Regions from separate parts of the Mus musculus genome. Here region 1 is linked to region 2. A link is a contact called in public Hi-C data. All regions are on one chromosome and are shown on one strand. Each heading gives the region's core, a stretch centred on a gene start, on an enhancer-like site or on the middle of the called end of the contact. The rest is flanking DNA. Distances are from core to core; before and after follow the strand shown. Region 1 overlaps Gm15270 (predicted gene 15270). Region 2 holds the start of Gm40615 (a long non-coding RNA gene).

What was found. A called contact is a pair of places that touch in the nucleus more often than the background predicts.
Region 1: a contact with region 2 is called in a Hi-C map of liver, with 2.1 times the contacts expected there. The contact joins two enhancer-like sites. A contact is called at or near these places in 6 of 484 Hi-C or Micro-C datasets (liver and nephron progenitors) and 5 of 115 datasets of contacts at active chromatin or transcription factors (embryonic stem cells, heart atrium, hepatocytes and 1 more).

Annotation. Positions count from the first base shown.
Region 1 is chr10:24,533,289-24,539,137 of GRCm38.p6, reverse strand. The region is part of intron 3 of Gm15270 (predicted gene 15270); the gene reads left to right. Among named protein-coding and RNA genes, the nearest start is that of Gm36089, 17 kb to the left of the region's middle. Within about 2 kb of position 3,512, at least 20 of the 459 cell types and tissues checked have an H3K27ac peak or open chromatin away from gene starts, as enhancers often do. A contact at or near this core is called in hepatocytes and liver, where this site is marked.
Region 2 is chr10:24,459,957-24,466,202 of GRCm38.p6, reverse strand. The region is part of intron 3 of Gm15270 (predicted gene 15270); the gene reads left to right. It overlaps Gm40615 (a long non-coding RNA gene), which reads right to left and starts at 5,351. Exons shown (of 3, transcript XR_871526.2): 1 at 4,135-5,351; 2 at 3,579-3,812; 3 at 2,672-2,967. Within about 2 kb of position 2,117, at least 10 of the 459 cell types and tissues checked have an H3K27ac peak or open chromatin away from gene starts, as enhancers often do. A contact at or near this core is called in hepatocytes and liver, where this site is marked.

The DNA of each region.
Region 1 (5,849 bases), core at 2,263-4,762, 72 kb before region 2:
CAGGAACTGTAGCAGAGACCATGGAAGGATGCTGCTTACTGACTTGCTCTTCATGGCTTGCTCACTTTGCTTTCTTACACAGCCTAAGGACATGCTGTCCAAGGATGGAACCACTCGCAGTGAACTGGACCTACTCACATCACTAATCAAGAAAATGTTTCCAACCTGTTTACAAATAATCTAATAGATGTATTTTCTCCACTGAAGGTCCCTTTGCTCAGATGACTCTAGCATGCACCAATCTGACAAAATATTAACCAGCACTGTCACCAAAGTACAGATTTGTTCCTGGTATCTCAAGTCTGTTCCACCAGTCAGTGTGTCTGCTGTTAGCCTAATAGCATTCTACTTGGGTTTCTGTGGCTCTACAATACATCTCGAAATCAGGGTCACGACGCCTTTGACTTTGTTCTTCTTACTCAAAGAACAAAGAAGAACAGCTTTGGCTGTTCAGAGCCTTATATGACTCCTTATCTGAACATTACAGGGATGCTGTTTGGATGAGAATAATATTGCTTTCATTATTCCCCTTTCAGCAAATGCACTATGCATACATAGACAATTACTGAAATTTCCGTGTTGATTTTGTTATTGTTCTATTATTTAACTTTTCTATTTAAAATTTAAAGCTACTGTAAAATCATCATTCGCAAAGACAGTAGAATTTTACATTAAGGAAGTAAATATTTGCCTGTCTTCTTACAATCTGAGGATGGCTGTTCTTAATATATTTGCTCCTTGTGGTAATTGTTACTATAGTATGGTTGAACAGCTTTTACTTATTCATTTAACATGTGTCTTTTCACATCTGTGAAAATCCAGTTGTCAGTTTTTACTCATCTACTTTTGTCTTTATGTCAAATGATTTTCTTATTGATTTGGCACAGAGGATACATTCATATTTTGAATTCTAATATTTTATATGCAAAGCAAGTGGCTGAGAATGATCCCTTCCTCCAGTCTCTTTTGTCACCGTATAGTTTTTTTTCCACTATAGAAACTTTATGGCTGATATAACTAGAATGACTAGTCTTCCTTTATTGCTTTTTAACATATGCCTCATGATAGGAGGTTTCTTCACCCCAAGGTTATATGTAGATTTTCCTTCTGTGATTTTATTCTCTTTAAGTTTCATAAAATTTCTGACTTGTAAGTTTTTTGTATGAAAATGTTAAGGCTACTCTAATAATTTATTTTGTTTCTATCTATCTATCTATCTATCTATCTATCTATCTATCTATCTATCTATCTATCATCTATCTATCTATCTATCTATCTATCTATCTATCTATCTATCTATCTCATAATCAGAATTCCCCCATTTTTATACTAAATAAACAAAGTCTTCCCTACATGTTGCTCCCATTTGTAATCCATCCTGTGACTTTTATATGGCCATATATGGCTCTACTTACACTCTATTTTCCAAACTACTTCTGTCTGTGGTGATGCACTATTTTCATTTCTAAGGATGTAAAGTCCATTTTCTTTTAAAATTATTGTCTAGATTTAAAATGTATTTTAACACCTTTAAATTTTAAATGTATTTTTTTATCTTTTATAGATTTTAGAATAAGCTTAACAGATATCACCTATCCTGTTGGCAACACACTGAATTCATTGATTAACAGGACGCAGTCCATGATGCTTTATCCCAAAATTTGATATCTCCATTTTTTTTTCAGTTCTTTTTGTGTGAATCATTAGTATTTTATTCTTTCATAAAGCCTTTGTTCTGTTCATAATAAGCTTCTTTATAGTTACTTTCTGTGGGAAAGAATTGAAACACACACACACACACACACACACACACACACACACACACGATATTATGAAGACCTGAGATCTTAGAGCAGCCAACTGAGAATCCTGGCTCCATCATTTAACTAGCAGAGTAACTTCAGAATGAAGTCGCTCTCTGACGATGAAACCTTTGCATTTGAAATAGAAAATGAACACATACAAAAATAAAGTTGATCAGATGACCAGTAAATGAGGTAAGATGTGTGGTGGCTTTATAGAGTTGGTCTCAGATATCCTAGGTCATTCCCAGTACCCCAGAGAACGTGAACAACAGCAGAGTAAAAACAGCAAGAAACTACTGCACTTGCCCTGTTCTCTTGCTCTTAACTGAAAACACAGCCACGATTATGTACTATATAGGTTCCCACTGCATTCAACTTTATTAGCACCAAGTGCACAGTATCTACTGCATAGTGTATATAGTTCATAATGTCTTCAGTTTCCTTAAGATGAGATACGGTGGCCTCTGGGAGGTTTGATTCACAGGATAACTCAGTCATGAGTATATCAAGTCTGTGCTCCATCAGGCCTGATATTTCCTTAACTTAAAAATAAAGAAAAAATACAAGGGTTTTATAAAATTGATTAGTTCTGGTGTCTGGGGAGGAATCTCTTTACATTAAGCCTTCTGCTTTAAAAAGCAAATGACTTCATCTAAATTTAAGTCATTCAAAATTATAAAGGACACTTTCCTTAGAAACAAGGTGCACTAGCGATACGCACAGGACACGTTACTGGTAAGGCAAGAGGCTTTACACAGAAGCCAACGAACCTGTTATCAAGGGACTTCTTTGGTTTTTGGATTTCCATAACAGAAAACCTGAAGCATCAGTTACTTGAGAAAAATTATTTCTTCTTCTTAGCTACCAACAGAGATAATGTTCAAGCTGGGTTTGGATAGCCCAAGATGATTTTTCCAGGGCAGGTCTCAGCTGGTCCTTTGTGATCTGACTGCAGAGTACATGTGTGCATATGGTATTGGGTATGTTTAACATCCTATGTCATTGTGAGCTTTTGTCTCTTTGGAGAACATGTTCATATTTCTTAGTTCAAATGTAAAGACTCTTTTAGTCTACCCCCAGGCGAACATTTATACCAGGGACCATTCTTTCTGTATATTGTCCTCCCATACATTCTGGGTAGGTCTCAGAACATAGTGTGCATATTTTAGCACAGTTAGTGAAAATAATATTGGAGTTGTTTAGGGACCTACCATTGTATAAACTTTATAAATTCAAAGTCCAGTTTTCCAAGTAGGAGTTATATTTTTGACTGTAGGGACATATTTACTTGTGTCTGCAATTTCATCATGATACATTTAATGGTGCTCATGAGATGACAGTTGAGGGATAATGAAGAAAAATAATACAATGAGTTTGCTAAATGAACTTCAGCTAAAGAAAAAATGGAGTGGAAGTATAAAAAATTATCTTTATAGTAAGACCCATTAGCTAGCACTCTTAGGGGGAAAGAGCCCATGTACTGTGTCTCTAGGGATGGCCTTTACAACTCCACAGGCAGAGAAAACTCAGTGTCTTTAAGTGTGGTAAGCTCAGGTTCTTTTACTCTCAGTGGTGGAGACAGTCTTTTGTTCCCCTGCTGTTCAGTCACATGATCTGAAGCCACCGACATGAGTATCTGTGTTCCCGTTGACTGTCGAGGTCAGCAATAGGTGCTCAGACATTGGAAGACGGGTGTATGTTTAAAGATTAACACATACTTAGGAAACTGTGAACACTAAGGCTACTCACAGAAAATGGCCGAATTTCTACAGGAGAAGTACGTGACTTTCTTTTTGACATACTCAAAATAAGGCCAAATGTGCTGCTTTAGGAAAATTAAAACAATTACTGATGACACACCACTGTCAAGGGGTGTGTGTGTGTATGTGGCTGTGCGTCCCGGTATACCCACGCACACTGCCACACATCAGTAACACGGATACCCACCAGGAAGACCTTTCTCCCTTTTAAGGGAGATATCCTTTTAAGGTTATTTCTATATTCATTTTCTTTGAGCCCAAGTTTGCAGTCCAACTGAGGAGTTTCTTTTTTCCATGTGGAGAGGACTGCGGGAGAGTGACGCAGGCAAAAAGTCGGCCGGCGGGCTGGCTGGCGGGCTGGCTGGCTGGCGGGCTGGCTGGCTGGCTGGCTGCCTCCTTGCTGCCTGCCTTCTGGGCCCGGCCTGCTGTTTATACCTGCAGAAGTGCTTTCTGTGTTTGAGTTGGCACTGCCCACTTACATGCTAGAGCCCTAGGCTGTTCATGATGTGTGTCCCAGGACTTTGAAACCCGTGAGCTGGCGGCTGGGACGAGAGAATGTCTCTCTCAGTTTTTGGGTGCACTCCATGTCTTTTCCAAGAGGTTAGATCACTGTCCATAGTCCAGGCTTGCAAGACAGAATTGAACAGTTACTGTTGGAGACATTCTGAACTTTTAAAGGCAAAAGGCATAGGGGAACTTGGAGAGAAAGCCGAGGGTCAACCGAACAGCTTGAAATTGAACATTCTATAACTGAATGTTCAATTCAAAACCTTTCATTGAATAGAAAGATTTCTCTTTGAAGAAGAGGGGAGAAATTACTTCTTGTTATGTAGAGAGGATTTCAGTGTTTAAAACCTCCCAGTTTGGGCCCAGGTTACATCAGAAAAACAGATTTGATCAAGTGACTGCAGGAAGGTTTTTGCCAGAATAGGATTTTATACAACTTTACCTGGCTATCACCTTAGTCGTTTTGTTCTCCAGCTAGATTTTTAGAAGCCTTGTCTTAAGTGTTAGAATCAGGAAACTGTTGACACCGGCACACCCAGCACGCCTTTGTTCTTTCACAACCCGTCCCTGCCCATGTCTGTCACACTGAGACACACCAATGTCTGACAACACCATCGCCTGTCTTTCCACCTGAGACTTCTCTCCCCTCATCTCTTCCTGTGAGAAATCTTGGCTCATGGGAGAATTTTTTTTCTTGATTTATATCATTTTAAATGCTGCTTAAATGTATTCACTTTGTCTCTGTCTTTCTGTTTAAAAATGAACATGATACAGATACGTAAAAGATATCATACCTGAGAAACTGACACATATTTAAGGTATTTTATAACGAAGCATGATACCATCTCCATTAAAGAGTAATAAGTATATTGGGATACTGAGTTGAAAGCCAGAGACGACTGATTTCCAAGTTCATAGCAACCTTGTTTAGAGGAAAACACAGTAAAGCCCTTGTCATATCCTCCCCTTTGCACCACCAGTGAAGTACAAAGACTGTGTTCTTATAAATATGTTAAGAATTTCGTCTGTAATGTTTGTCTATGAAGGACATAAAAATACCTTTGAGTGGGGTAAGTGCCAACTTTCAAACCAAGGGGAAGGAATCTGTGCCTGGGGTCTCAGTGAGGAAAGACTGTGGAAGAACAAACAGGCTCTCCTTCACGCTCAGGCCAGCAGCTTATTCCTGGATCAGTCTCAGTGGTCTCCCATACAACGATGTCCTCTGGGGATCCGGTCCCCTAACTCCCTACCCCCTAACTCCTGCACCCCCTCCCACCAGCCTAACTCATGCATCTGTCTGAGAAAGCCTAAAGATACATACATTGAATCTTTCAGAGACAGCTGGATGTTTTATCAGCTCTAATGGACTGTAGTCATCCCGGCATCTGGGGCAGCTTTGTATGTCCTTCAAGAGGTTTATTGATGCAATGTGTATCCCCTGGTTCTCCTCAGGAAAAAAAATGTTTATAACTGTGGGCGTATTCAGATGGCAGGGAAAGGCTTGCGTTCATGGAAGTGACATTGAGAGAGAGGCATGGTTGTCAAGGTATGCAGTAAAGGCATGCTCTCTGCCATCCGGTGCCTCATGAAGAAACAGTATCTAAAGCAACAGATTAGCACCTTTGAGGCCAGAGTTCCCCAGCATTTTGAGACTTGTAGGATGGGGAGAGGAAACATGAAATAATACTGAAATAAAGGTGTTTTATCGTTGTTTCTGTTCTCACAGCTTAAAGAGGAGATTGGTGGGTAGAACATGGGGAGGACTTAAGGCTTTATA
Region 2 (6,246 bases), core at 868-3,367:
AAAGGTTCGGAGAACATGGCGTACTATTTATTAAAGGCTTTTCAAAACACCACACCTCAGTAAACATTCCTGAGAAGCTAATGAAACACTGGCTCAAGCTGTACCTCAGTGTCTCAAGTTCTGCTTTTAGTGAAAGGGACAATAGCTTACAATTAATGCCAGCACAGAAGGAGAGAGCCCAGGCCACACTGGTGACTCTAAACAAGCCCAGAGTCTGGTTTCAAGTCCTTGGTGTAGATCTGTCATCCTAAGTGATGCTTGGAGCTCGGTGGTGACTCTGGCGGGTAAGCGAGTCTTTTCCTGAAGTTGAAACTCAGCAACTTCCTTCACCTCACTGCTTCTGGTAGGGTTTCTTGAATCACTGTGCACGAGCCAACCTAAATCCAACTGCCCCTTAGGCCAGTTCACTTCCTGTCCCCCTTAGAAGGTTTGAAGAAGCTGATGTTGCCACTCTTCAATGACAGGATCCAGGGAAAATCCAGTATTCAATGATCAGTGACATAGATTTTTATGCTAAACATCCCTGGGCTTTCAAAGACCTGCAGAAGTCCAGGTGAAGTCATCTCCTTTGGAAGCAATTTCCTCTTTTTTAGTCTTCTCATAGGATTTTGGTCGTAGTTCCACAAAACCCAATCTAAGTTTCATAGGCTGTTGGTACAAGCGGTAAGTTTCCTTAGACGACCATTGGGGCTTTGTTGCTTTGAATATTTCTGTATGCAGAGGAGAATCTTTAAACAGTGCTCCAAGTTTTAATATTTATGCTTGTGTATCTGTGTGGGTGTATGGTCAGGAGTACAGCTGCCTGTGGATGTCAGAACAGGGAGTTCCAGGAGCAGGAAGTTACAGGGGCTTGTGAGCTGCCCAGTATGGGTGCTGAAGATTGAACTGGATCCTCTGGAATAGCAGCAAGGATTCTTAATCATGGAGCCAATCTGCCTGACTCCAGACCTCTCATATCATCAGATAAGGTGTTTGTTTGTTGGTTTGGTTTAGATAGAGTCTTGCTATAGAGCCCAGGCTGACACTCACCCTCCTCCTTCCAGCCTCAGACTCTGAAGCAATTGGATCACAGGCCTCTGTGATTAGTATACTTTTGAGTAGAAATGAACTGACCACCTTAGCTTCCTACTCTTCCCACATCTAAATGGCATCCAGAATGCGTTATGTACCACTTGAAACATGTAGCCTAGAAATACAGTATTTTATCAATGTTGGTGGATTGAATTGAAACCTTAAATAGAAGGAAAAAATACTTTTGATTACTTTACATCAAAGAAATGTAATCTAATTCTTTCTGTGTGGTTATATCTATTTGCATATGGGTATACACATATCCTGTATCAGTCTGTGTATACTCACAGAGAAAGTAACAGACCACAGCCATGTAAAAAAGCAATTGTTTCTTGTTGTCTGACTGGGTGCCTCCCACCCCCAAAGGATTTCATTGGCATGTTTGCTTCAGAATGGCTGCCTGTCCTGCTTAAATGAGGAGAGACTTTTCTAGAGAAGGCTGCCAAAGTTAAAAACATTTAATTAGTTCCCAATTTAGACAGCCAGACTGATCAGTCGGGCAGTGTTCTGGAACCTGAGTTTGTACATTCCTTGGGACTGGTAAGTGAGGTTTGGCCAGCGGATGTGGTCAACTGGGAATAGTTTGTATGCAGTGCACAGTGGAGAACAGACCTCACTCCAGACCCATGGAGCGAGAGAGAGAGGGATTAGTGAAATACAAGCAGTGGAAAGCAATGCTTTTCTGTCTCTCCTCACCCAAAGCATCATGGGATGCTTTGGCCTTAAAAGTCAGAATCTAAGAAAGACACATGGAACTGAAGTGAGCAAGAAGTCAGATTTAAGTTCATAAAATTGTTCTCATTTTCAAGTTAATCATGGTAGAGGCCATAACCTCAGACACACTGGATATCCACAACACATAGTTTAGTTAACACTGCAAATTTGCTATGTTAAAATATGTGTCTGTGTTGTAGCTCTGAAAACAACCCAGTCTTCAATCAAGCTAGACTTCTGCTTTGTTTCCACATCATAAGTCAAACCTCTTTTATTTACCCACACAAGGTAGAAATCTCTTGCCCAAATTCTATACTAGTTAAAAATTAGCCTAATGAGTTTATGGCACTTTTCTAGAGAAGAATGACAAAGTCCTTTCAGCCAGGGGATCTCACAGGACTTGGTACTAACCAATTCTTTCCATGAAACTTTCTCCTTCAAAGAACTCCAACTTTACCACCAGTTCTCTAGTCTTGGCATTGTAGGCACTGATAATGGCAAATTGCATGTAGGTACTGATGTTTCCATGTCATTTCATACAACGACATCCCTTTAGCTTTCAGTATACTCTTCCTTACCCAAATGCCCTCACTCCATGCTCATCGCTGTACTAACATGTGCTATTTACTCAGAGAGGCACCTCCAAAGCTCTAGTTGTCTTCCTTCTAAGTTCCCTTAGCATCATGATCAACCCAGTGCCTGGGATAGAAGACTCTACGATCATATAATATCCCAGCCTAGGCAACTATCTTCACCATGTCTCAGCTTGTGAGATAGGTATACATGAGATGAGGAACTCTCTAATTCATATAACTAATATTTATATAATCAGGATCCAGCCAAAACTCTTCACTGAATAAAAAATAAATGTTTAATGACAATATGCTAACAGACCCAATGGGAAACTTTATTTTCTTATCTTGAAAACAGCTAGCACTGGGTTTTATCCAAAGGGTAAGACAATTGCTTTGAAATGTTTCCCCACATCAGAATTCCCCAGGATGCTGAAGCCAAGAGTTGACAGATGAAGCTGTGTTACCATGTGATGTTAGAGTGCACCGCTTCAGCCCTTCTGCCTGGGGTGATGCAGGTGGGGAGAGAGAATTGGCGAGTTCCTGAGGACTTCCCAATGATGATGGATGGAAGTGCTTCTTTAAGCTTCAGGAAACGAGTTGATATGATCTGATAAAACATCAGAGTGTGGTGAAATGTTCATTGGTTTTGATAACACCAAAGGATCTATGGGGAGGCCTCAGAACACAGATAAAAGGGAAAAGCGCTATTCATTGAGAGGTGTTTCCTTTGCAGAGGTCTTACTTTCAGTGCACATAAACTAAAGCAGAGAAGCTTTAAGAAACACATGTAGGCTAAGTGGAAAATTAACACATGGTTGTTTTAATGAATGGATTATAGTTAGGCAGAGGGGACTTTTATAAAATAAACCTTGTCAGTTTTAAATTATTAATCAATTAAAATATAATTACATCATTTCCTCCTTAACTCTATTCTGTCTCTTCCATGACCCCTTTCAAATCAATGCGTGATCTCTTCTTCAGTTGTTGTTGTTATATGTGCATATAAACAAATAAATATATAGATGTGCCCTACTGAATGTGTTCATTTTCACCTGCAGGAGTGTTGCCAGGGCTGAGTGCTTGGTATGGGATAGCCAGTGGGGGAAGCTTCATCCTTGGGGAAGACTAATTGTCCCTCTCTCGGTGGCTGTTAGTTGCTCATAACAGCTCATAGCTGTTCATTTACGGCTGGTACCCTATGAGACTTCTCCCACTGACCTTTCATTGTCAATCTATGTGAGCATCATTCCGATCTTGTTTGGGCAGCTGTGTTGCTGTGATTTCATCAGTGTAGCCCCCATGTCACCTCACAGCAGGCTCCCTACGCCTCTGGCTCTCTCTTCCACAGTTCCTGAGACTTCGGTGCTGACATGCTTCTGCTGGAGCTGCACATTTCACAGTTTGGTGTTCTCTGAATTTCGATTAGTTATGCCTTTCTATAATTGTCTCCTGCTACAAAAAGTAAGAAAGCTGGTGAATAAAGGTGAATAAAGGCTCCACTTAATCTGTGGAGGTGGGGGCAAGTATTTAGACAGCAATCAGGTTATACTGGAGTTAGGTTAGACTCCAGTTATGCTATATTACATTGGTTTAGGGAAATGGCAATAGTAGCTTCAGTAAGATCCACAATGTTACTAGCTACGTGTCGTAGGCTCTGTTTATTGTATGATGCATGATTTCCTGCCTGTTAGTGGGCCTTGACTCCAATTAGACAACTGTTGACTACCGTCAAGATGTAAGTGGCACCACTATACTTCAGGGGGATCTTACTTACCATTCAGGTCATCATTGTGCTTCTTAGGCATCACAGCTGAGTAGGATTGCTGACTGTCCAAAGGATGTGATGTCTTCAGCAAAATGCACTTGCCTTCAACCTCAGCTAGGCAACGAAAGGTCCGTACAATAGACTATATATAGTGTTCGGGGAATTGTCAGACTCCCCTGACCAACAACTCCAAGGGAGGTTTTAATTGGGAATGAATACTCCAGGTGAGAGGAAAAGATAACATTCTTGGGAAGCCTTTTGAGATAGTTTAGCCACTGTTTCAGAAATTAATATGAAGAAAACGAGAAGGCTTTATCTAAGAAAACTTCATACCTCTGAAAATATATACATATATTTTTAAATACTTTGGAAGTGTAGTTGTTTGTACTTGTTCTGTTAGACAAAAAGAATTTTGTTTCTTTGTATCTTATTAACACTCTTATCAGGTATCCAAAGAGCCTCGGAATCTTAGTCCCTACAAACAAGAAACGTGGTGGAGGAAGAGAATTGTTAAATCCAAAATTGAAACAGTCTGTAACAATGCAAAACACAGAGAATTCTGAAGAGTAATTTACTATGAAAAGTAATTTACTCTAGGAGCGCCTAGAACCTGAGAAGGAGAATCCATTAAGGGGATGCTCTTATCCTGTGTGTGAGAGAGGATCAAACAGACTGTCACATTGTAGCCATCTTGTTTTTCCTGAATGTTCGTGAAGGGTTGTCCCTCTCTGAAGTAGGCAGTGTTGTTTTTCTTCCTTTCTTGTGAAGAACAGTTGTTCATGAAGTAGGAATATCCTTGCTGAACCTTGAAGACAGGTGTATAATTGCCTAGGTCTACTTCAGATGTGTAGAAAAAGACTTGCTGGTCTCAGTCTTTGCAAACTTCAACGTATCTGCTAAGCCACAGGATTGTACTGTGAATCCCAAATTGTGACTCGGTAATTTGCACACACATCATATTTTTGATGTACTCACGCTCACAAATTAGACATACAAATAGAATATTAACTAGCCTCTAATATACTTGCATTATGTTCTTAGGTTAATATTATGATAGATTTATTCTAACACAGTTTTGTTCATACAGAATTGAAGTGATAATTACATATTGTCCATTCCTTTTGAGAAATTAATATAGCTTCAACATTTTGTGTAAAATATGCAAGTTAGCTGTATATGTAGTAAAAATAAATGCACGACCTTCACTCATCTTGGTAACTATTAGAAATGTTATATTTAAATGAGAACTCTTTAAAGAACACAAACAAAAAAAGTGATGTTTTTAAATGTTACTAACTCTGGTATGGTAGCCTAAGCCTGTAATCCAACCAAAAGGAAGGCAGAGGCAGGAGAATTATTAGTTTGGGGCTAGTCTGGGCTACTGAGAAAGTACCTATTTAATATAAATAAGTAAGAAAGTAAGCAAGCACGTCAGTAAACATTTGGGCTGAAGGATGGCACAGTGGGTAAAGGTGCTTGCTGACAAGCCTAACCTGAGTTCATTTCCTAGCATCTATATGTTGGGAGGCGAAAACTGACTCCTGAATGTTATACTCCGACACACACACACACACACACACACACACACACACACACACACACACGTACAAAACACACACACTCATACATACATACCTGTAATCCCAGCATTCAAGGAAGCTCAGGCATGAGGGTCACAATAGTAGTGCGATTACAAAAAACTCTAAATACAACTGCACTTTTAAAACTAGGGGTTTGTAGCAGTGGGAATCTGTTGACTCTAAACTATTATGAGGGAGCCTGCTGCTAAGTCAGGTTGAAGTACAAAAACCTTTCAGCTCCTTTGCCTTTGCACTGTAAGTATATCTTGTACAGCATTTCCTCCAACACTAAAACCTTCTGCCTTTGGGTAAAGCTTCTTAAACACAGGATTGTTCTAAGGGGAGTTGGAAATTTCCCACAGTTCAGCAAAACTCCATAAGCTCAGGAAGTTCCTGAAACTGAGTAGTTATGCTAGACTCTCCTCCCTAGCTATAAATAAATTGTAAAACTCTGCCTAGGGAAGCAGCAATCGACTGAGCTGCCTGATAATGGCTCAGACTTACTAATTTCCCTGGAAAGGACTTTCTCCAGCCTGTTGAG